Linked DNA regions of Zea mays: all the other regions are linked to region 3. Evidence: chromatin contacts called from public Hi-C data. All regions are on one chromosome and are shown on one strand. The core of a region is the stretch at or near the end of the contact, and the rest is flanking DNA. Distances in the headings are between cores, read along the strand shown. Region 1 holds the start of LOC100192630. Region 2 holds the start of LOC100283652 (gibberellin receptor GID1L2). Region 3 holds the start of LOC100192632 (avr9 elicitor response protein).

What was found. Hi-C and Micro-C count contacts between places; a contact is called where the count stands out from the background.
Region 1: a contact with region 3 is called in a Hi-C map of ear, with 3 times the contacts expected there. The contact joins the promoter of LOC100192630 here to the promoter of LOC100192632 in region 3. A contact is called at or near these places in 3 of 25 Hi-C or Micro-C datasets (ear, endosperm and tassel).
Region 2: a contact with region 3 is called in a Hi-C map of ear, with 1.8 times the contacts expected there. The contact joins the promoter of LOC100283652 here to the promoter of LOC100192632 in region 3. A contact is called at or near these places in 2 of 25 Hi-C or Micro-C datasets (ear and tassel).

The regions. Positions count from the first base shown.
Region 1 is chr4:126,723,167-126,726,049 of Zm-B73-REFERENCE-NAM-5.0, reverse strand. LOC100192630 reads left to right here and starts at 1,297. Exons shown (of 2, transcript NM_001137844.1): 1 at 1,297-1,475.
Region 2 is chr4:127,598,574-127,601,682 of Zm-B73-REFERENCE-NAM-5.0, reverse strand. LOC100283652 (gibberellin receptor GID1L2) reads right to left here and starts at 1,628. Exons shown (of 1, transcript NM_001156553.2): 1 at 442-1,628. The coding sequence starts at 1,531. The coding sequence ends at 533.
Region 3 is chr4:127,091,098-127,093,963 of Zm-B73-REFERENCE-NAM-5.0, reverse strand. It overlaps LOC100192632 (avr9 elicitor response protein), which reads left to right and starts at 1,497. Exons shown (of 11, transcript NM_001137846.2): 1 at 1,497-1,934. The coding sequence starts at 1,831.

The DNA.
Region 1 (2,883 bases), core at 48-2,547, 370 kb after region 3:
AGTCTTTGGACCATCACACTTGTTCACTTGTGTTGAACCCTATTATCTTTGCATTAGGCACCTGTTCAACACTTAACACACTTATTAGTCCTTTAATTGGGTTGTCATCCAAACACCAAAACCCACAAGAGAGCTTTCAGTCTGTTTGGTTCAAATTTTCTTGAGAGCTTTTATAATAATCTAGATTCATGGATAATCTAGCTATCACAAGAATGTGTATATCGCGGAGCTTGTGTGTGGAGCATGATGAATGGGTCTGTACGATTTAGGGTTTAGGAGCGATGTTTTTTTTCCGATGCAACAACTTGGCAAATTCATATTTGTATTGATTTGGATGGTTTTTACATAAACGATTTTCACATAAGCAATTGAGAAGCGAAGCATTTGGTGGTTAGAATTCGCTTCTGCCCGCTAGAATAAGCTGAGAAGCCGAAACAAGCATGCCCATAGTAGAGACTATAACTTAATTATTTGTCACTTATTTATTATTTTTAAAATTATAAGAAAATCATATAATATTTATACTACCATAATACATATTATTGCTATATTACATGGCTTAAACAATATTAATATCACAAAGAAAAGAACTTAATTAAAATATAGAAAAGCATAATATTCTTGTCATATGTATTGAGAGCTTTTTTCTTAATACAAATAATATATAAGAGGATCATTAGACAACTGTGCTCTATATTTGGTGCGAGATGCTTTACTGGGCTCCATTAGATAGAGCTTTATACTGTCCTATCAAATCGTGTATATAGTCATACAAAACACCATTTATATCGTAGGTTGCAATGTTCATATAGTGACATTTCTATTACTATAAAGCATAGTCGTCCTGCGTGAAGTGTGTAGTGTGTAGGTTTATTCCTCTCCTAGTAGTGGTGCATGAAAACCTCTTAAACCCTTATTAGTAATTCGTTACCTCGTAGATAGGTAATGACCATCTAAACTCAATACGTAAGTAAGCCACACACAATGCAACGCTTATATAATATCACTGTGTTCGCTAAAAGAAGACAAACGATTGAGCCGCATATAAAAAGGTTGTCGAACTATTTTCTAACTCATACCTTTTCACGTCTTTTAGCTAAGATAAATTATAATATTTATTTTTGTGTGTCATCACATATTCTATTAATTGAAAATAAATGATTAAACATGAGACAAAATGGGTAAACTAGGAGAGACAACCTAAATCCGACCCGTTGTTATCCTGGCCAGCCGCCAGCGCCCAGCGGCCTGCTTTTGTTCTCCAGCCCAGTTACCCCCGCAGCCCCGTGCCCCCGTATACTCGATTTCTATTTCTCTCAATCGGTTCTCTCGTTCTCCTACCTCCCTTGCGCTCTGCGACTCTCTTCTTGTCTCTGGTGGCGACGAGCTGACGATTGGGCGGCCGCCGCCGCCGACCTACGCCAGGTGCCCGAGTCTCCACCTTTGGACCTTCACCGGCGACGAACACCCACCAGGTTTGCCCACCCCTTTTCGGTTCCTGCGCGCGAAACCTAGCACCCAAGCTATTTGTATTCGGATCTGATCTGATCCAGTTACAAGTGTAGTATACATATATTATGCCCGCGTTTTTTTTTCAAAAAGGTTTATACATGTGTATACCCATGGTCCCGTCTGCCCCTGTTTATACTGTGTATTCAGTTTATTTAGGATTTTGCTGTAGTCTTTAGGCGATTGCTTAATGAAATGTTTTAGCCTGACAGACTAAACCATACCTTAAAGTAGGAATACTGGATATCAAGCGTAGTTGCTATCCGGTCTATACAACAACAGCAAAAAGTATTTTATCCCAAGCAAGTTTAGAAGTCAAGATTCGGCACATGGATATCTATTTTTCATGCACCCTTCACATCCTTTCAAATCTCCTTTAAATGTCTCTTCCTATATCAACTTTGGTCTTGCTCTTCCTCTCCTCTCATTACGGCCTCGTCTTAGGATCCACTACACACTGATGTCTCTGGAGGTCTCCGTTGGACATATCCAAACCATCTTAACCGTTGTTGGACAAACTTTTCTGCAATTGGTGCTACCCTACCCTATCACATATATCATTGTTCCAGACTTGATCTCTTCATGTATGACCACAGATCCATCATTCGGGACTTGATCTCTTCTTGTACGACCACAAATTCAATGAAACATAGGTATTTCTAACACTTATCTGCTGAACATGTCATCTTTTTGTAGGCCAACATTGTACACCATACAACATAAGCACATAGCAGGTCTTATCGCCTTCCTATAAAACTTTTCTTTTAGCTTTTGTGTATCTGCTGAACATGTCGTCTTTTTGTAGGCTGAACATACCATACAACATAGCAGGTCTAATCGCTGTCCTATAAAACTTGCATTTTAGCTTTTGTGGTACCTTGTTGCCAATTGCCATATCACTATTTTTGACATAATGGTACTAAGGGTCTGTTTGGCTGAGCTGTGGCTGTGAAAAAAAACTGTTGTGGGTTGTGAGCTGTGAAAAAACTGTTGTGGGATATGAGTTGTGAAAAAAGCAGAAAGCCGTTTGGTTCGAACAACTGTGAAACTGTAGGTTTGCTATGAAATGTCTGTAATGCCCCTAGCCTTGTAGGAGACTGATGATATTCAAGTTGATTGTAAACCTTTATTTTCTGCACTAATTGACAAGGAAATTTTTTTCATAATAGAAACTTGTTTTTTTTATAAGTTATGCATTCACCATTAACATACGTTTCACATAAATAAATCGATATGATCCACAATATCATTCTTCAACATAACTATATCCCTTTCACACTACTCAAAGCATCAGCTATCCTATTGCGAATGGTATTCATGGTATTCTCATTCTTTCCCTCTGGATTGTCATCTCCTTGTGCTTGTGACGTGGCA
Region 2 (3,109 bases), core at 379-2,878, 510 kb before region 3:
GCTGCCTGTGAAGGGCGTGTGGTTCTATGTTTCGTTTTCGCACTTTGATCTATGTTAATGACTATGTGGATGTCTCGGGCATCATGATGTAATAAAAAACGGTTATAGCTCTTTAGAGGCTCTTGACGAGAAACATTTTTTTGTGATCATTTGGTAGGGCTTCATGATGAGTCCAAACTAGACCCGCTCAAGGAGCCATGCCGCCAAAGCAACCCTTACTCAATCAGTATTATTTAAATATTTTTTTATCTCTCATTCCCTTAAGGGTGACCTCGTGGCCGCTCGTGCCGCCGTTATCGACTTCTCATCAAAATTGTGTGCCCCTCTCATCAGAATTGTAACGTTAGCATAGATTATATGCTCTTCACCTGAAGTAGTCCAATTTTGCGTGAACGATGAATTTGGCATCAAGTTGGCTAGTCGATGCGTGGGCAAAAATTTCCAAAACAGCTGAAATATATTATTTTATTTTCCACATTGTCACGCAAACACAAAGGAACAAGGGCGCACGCGTCACGGATCACGTTCACGTTCACGGCGCATTGATGAAAGCCGCCATCTTGTCCAGCATCTCCTTGGCCTTGTCGCAGTCGGGTTTGAAGAGGAAGAAGACATGGCCCTCTCCCATGGTCTCCAGCAGCTCGACGCCGGCGGCCTGCCCCAGGCGGCCTCCCCTCGCCGCGGCCACCGCCTCGGCGTACGCGCGGCCGCGCCACCTGAGGAAGTCGCCCTCCGCGGTACACACCATGACGCGCTCACACGCCAGCGTGTGGAGTCCCGGTGCGGCGGGCGCCATGGGGTTCATCCGCGGGTCTTCCATGCTATTAGCATCGGGGCACGCGAAGAACCAGAGTCCGGCGCCCATGGTGCGCACGGCGGGGTCCCTGGGCTCCTCGCCCACGGCCTCGGAGCCCCAGAACCAGGGGTGGATGAGCACGGCGCCCTTGAGCGGCGGCGGGCAGCCCTGCTGCTGCGCCTGGACGACGTCCGGGTGGATGGCGAGGTAGTGGCAGACGTTGCCGCCGGCGCTGTCCCCGGCGACGAAGACGCGCGCGAGATCCCCGTGGGCGGCGACCCAGGGGTCGGCGGCGGAAAGCACCCACTTGAGCGCGGCGAGGCAGTCGTCGTACCCCGCCGGGAGCGGGTGCTCGGGCGCCAGGCGGTAGTCGACGGAGACCGCGAGCGCGGGGCAGGCGGCGGCGAGCCTGTTGAGGAAGAGGTGGTAGTTGGGCGAGGCGGCGGACTCGGCCACGAAGCCGCCGCCGTGCACGAACACGACGACGGGCAGCTTGGCACCGGCGTCGGCCACGGGGGGCAGGTAGAGGCGGGCCGAGTAGGAGCCGAGGTGGACGTCCTTGGATTGGACCCCCGTGGCGGCGTCGTGGCCAGGCTCCACGGGCGGAGCCACCAGGGGCCGCTCGATGCGGCCGCTCTTGTAGACCCGGAGCAGCGGGCCGAACTCGCGCACGACCTCGTCGGACGGGTCGGGGGCGGGGACGGGGAAGGGGAATAAAGGCTTGGACGACGCCATGGCGGACGGCGCCGGACGCAGGCGCGCGCGCTCGTGAGAACCGCGGGGATGGGCGCCGCGCCGAGTGAGTGACGGAGTGAGCGATGCGGGCTGTTGGACTTGCGCTTGCCGCTTGGCGTGCTTTGTCTTGCTCGCCTGCCCAGCCCAGGCGGTTGGTTGGTACTTGGTAGGTTGCGGACTCTTTGATGAGGGACTCGGTCTACGCGTCGCCGGCAGTGCTGACTGCTGACTACGTGAGGGCCGGCACTGCTAGCTTGTCGATTCGCTGTGACCCGAAAGATGTGCGGTGTCCAGTTATCCGGCCTTGATGGAACCTGTTTGTGGACGCACAAGTCTCGCATATACGTATCCTTCAATTTTTTTTCTCTTCCACACACGAGAAGAGGAATTCACTTTCTTCTAGAAGATCTGATGTGATGCTAGTAGTGCTTTCTGCCTGAAAAATCCCCCGTCATTAAATATGCCATTATCTTTTTTTTTCTATTGCAACACGTGGACACATCAAAGCAACTTCAAGCTCCTTTTTCCCACCTCTGAATTTTCTTTCATCATTTTAAGTTATAAGATGCTTTAGCTTTTTAAGCTATATAGCTTATATAATATTCCCTCCCTACCAAATTAATTGGTTTTATTTAATTAATAGATTCATTATATATATATATATATATTTATATTTATATTTATATTTATCTTCGTCCATTTGAATATAGATATAAAACGAAGAGATAAAATGACTACAATTTTAGAAGAGTAGTATATTTCAATATATATATATTATATCTAGATATATGATAAAAATAGTATAAAAATAAAAAAATCTTATAACTAAGGATGAATGAACAATTAATATAAATATAGATTTTAGTAAAAAATATCACCCAACAACTTATTAGCTAGTTGTTTCTCGATAGCTTAAAATAAAGAACGAGATAGGCTCTCTTGTGCAGAAGATGTAGAGAAACAGTAGTTGGAGGATAAAAGGATATAGAGAGTTATTATTATATTAATAGCTCTCAAATAATAATTTAGAATTTAGAGAGGGTGCTCTTATTGTTGTAGACAATTTCATTTGATGTTATCAACTGTAAAGGCAAACAAATATATTGTAGCAATGGACTAACCACAGCTGAAGGTACGGTGAAGGTTGTAAGAGTCTATTTACATGTTCTCTTGCACATAACATATAGAGAAGCGATAATTGGATGATAAAAATACATAGAAAGAAATTTTTTTATTAATAACTCTCAAATAATGAATTAGAATTTAGAGGGTGTGCTCTTATTGGGAGAGCAGTTTCAAGTACCAACTACCAAGGGCTGCACATCATGTTTTACGGAGAGTAAGATTCGAACTCGTAACCTCTCGCTTATGTGCAACCTTCTCCACCACTCCACCTCTTATATCATTTGTGTCTATATTAAATTTTCTCTCCCAAGTATTATAACAAACTGAGAGTAAATTGATTATTTGAGACATTAAATGAATTTAAATGGAAAAGTTGTTAACTACAAAGTTGCATAACTCTTTGAGACCTACGACTTTTATTTAATAGTTTTTTCATCCGAGATCGTTTACAAC
Region 3 (2,866 bases), core at 248-2,747:
TGGTTCGCCAAGCTCCACTAAAAGGCAGGGGCATATGTTGGACACCAAAATGAGCGGACGGTCCGGCCCTTGGGCCCGGACGGTCCGCGTGTCCCGAGATTAGATTAACTCGGATGTTTATCCTTATCTCGTACGTGGTTATCCATCTAATCACGTGGAAGTTTGTTGGCTATCTCTTAGGAAAAGGTCCAGACCTCCTCCCCTATAAATATAAAGGGGTACGGCCGATTGAGAACCCCCGAACACATTCCAATCGAACCAATTACCTTATTTACTTTTCCTGCCCTAGGAGTAGATGTAGCATAGTTCTAGTTGTAGTCTTCCACATATCCACCTCCACCCCTATTCGACTCTACGTCGTCTAGATCTGTCTTGGGTGGTCTGCCGATCCCAAGACGACCCTAGGATCTCACCCCTCCCGGGGGGCAAGATCTAGTTGTCCATCCAAGACATCTTCCTCGAATTGATCTCTTAATTCCTAGGCGACGTCGTCTAGGGACGCCCTGGGTTACCTGTCGACCCAGAGCACCTTAAGATCTTTTCCCCCTAGGGGACGAGATCTAGATTCCAGCAAGGAGGAGGAAGACGACCCTATCGCCAGGTCGCGGACCGTCCGGCCGTCAGGCAGGGAACCCTAGCCTTGTGCCAGGTCGCGGACCGTCCGGCCCTGTGCCGCGGACCGTCCACGCCTGACCAGAAAGCACCGCTGGTGGTTCTTGTTAAGTGATTGGTGCCCTAAAAAGTTATCAACACCATCTTCACCTTATGATAGGCCGTAGGTGCCTAATCAAACAAAGTGCACCTTTTTTTAAAACCCATTTTTGCACCCGGCAACGTCGTTTGTTTTGGAAGCAAAAGGATTTCTCAACCGTCCTGACTTCCCATGTTGTCTTTCGCCAACCTTTCGTCCTTCCTACTACTCGTACAATGCTGTACAGTCCTAACAGTAGTTTTCAAGGCGATGCATTACTCTCTGGTTATTTTTGTGCTATAAAACTTGTTCTCTCTTCTCGTTAGTCTAGGTGACGTTCATTCGTAAACAAGTCGAGACCCTGGATCTTAGTTAACCTATTTACATCCGTGACTGATATACCGTACCTAACTCAAAACAATGGCCCAAGTCCAACCAATCACCAGCTCGTCAAGACTAATGACGTACCTCCTGCTGCTGTGCTGCATCACATCACATGATCAAACAATTGAAGCAACCAGATGGCCTGCTTCGATTCTCCCGTGCCATTTTGCAGCCATGGTCTAGTACAGCCTACCTTTGGGATCAAAAAGTTTTAATCACACCCAAGAAAAGTGAGAATCTAAGTGAAAACAATGATTAGTATGGTTTTAATACCATAAACAAGCTGTATTTATTTCCTTTTCTTGGACCTGACAGGGAGGTACACCAGCCCACCTTGCACGGCAGGGCACCCGTCCAAATGCAGCAGTAAATGGGCAAAAGAAAAAATATATATATTGAGGAGTGAAGAAAAAGAAAAGGGAACGAAAATGCTTTCAAAAGTGGGAAGAGGAGGATGACAACAAAGTGTGGGGGGCAAGGGCACATCACGCGCTCCACTGCAGTCTGCAGAGTTTCAGGCGGCCAGCTTCCTCCTCCCCACTCGTTCGGCTCACCACCTCGGTGACCGCTGCCCTTGACGCCTGCTTCGGACGCGGCCTGGCCCTGAAATCTCCGTGCGTGTTTGGCCGAAATCCACGGGAGGGTGCTCGTCTTTGCTGAGCTGCTCCGGCCTCCGGAGCGGAGCTCTGCCTACTTGAGTTCAGGCTTGTTCCGCCATCCGAGGACAAGATTCGGAGCGTCGCCGAAGGGAGGCGATGAAGGGGAAAGGCGGGGCGATGGACCGCAGGTCCTCCGCCAGGTGGAGGGTGTTGCTGCTCTGCGCATTCAGCTTCGGCCTCGGCATGCTCTTCACCGACCGGTGGGTGTGGGTCTCCCTCTATCTCTTCCTACGCGCAAAGCTTTGGATCCCGCCGTGCACTTCCTTTTGCACCTGGGGTTCTTGGGGGTTCCGTTCCTCACCTGGGGTAATGGCGGTCGTGCATTGAAAAGGTCGATTTTTAAGGCCCTCGTCGCGTTTCAGATTTGAAGTCTGAATAAGCTCTTGGCTCAGCCAATGATGTTTTGAGATTTGTTTGGAGGGAGGTTGGATTCCGAGCGCCCTTATCTTTTTCTTATTACATTTTTTTTTTGCTATGGTCTTTCCTTCTTGGAGTTCATGGCGATCTGGTTGGTGGACATATCCTTTTTTATTTCTTAGAAGGGGGAGATCGCGTTTTGATGTCGACTGATGGCGTAGGCATCTTCCTGTACCTGTACGTGCTCATGGCCGCTTGCGTGGTCTGGTGGCGCCTACTGCTGATATACTAAATTATTGGGCCAAAGAAGCAAGGATGGATTTTACTATGTTTTCTAAACGGGTTTTCATCAAACGTTGTCTGAGATTTTACGAAAACGTGAATTGGGGCTAAACTTTTGTGGCAAAAATCGACAAAGCAACTACGCTGAGCTTTGTTAGAGCAAACAACAAGCTTGGATCAGCTGCAAACCGCCTTCATACGTAGAACAGTGTGATTGTTATCAAATATGCTTATCTGCATGATTTACTACACCTTGTTTCTGTTAAGGGGGTGTTTGGTTAGAGGGACTAAAGATTAGTCTCTAGTTTTTAGTCTCATTTAGTCCCTTTTTTGCCAAACACTAGGACTAAAATATGGACTAAAATGATTTAGTCTTTAGTCCTTCACATAGGTGCTAAAAGAGACTAAAAGCCCACATGAGTGTATTCCAAGGGCATTTAAGTCTTTGGACAATGTATTTAATGACTTTAGAATCTATTTAGCCCCTATAACC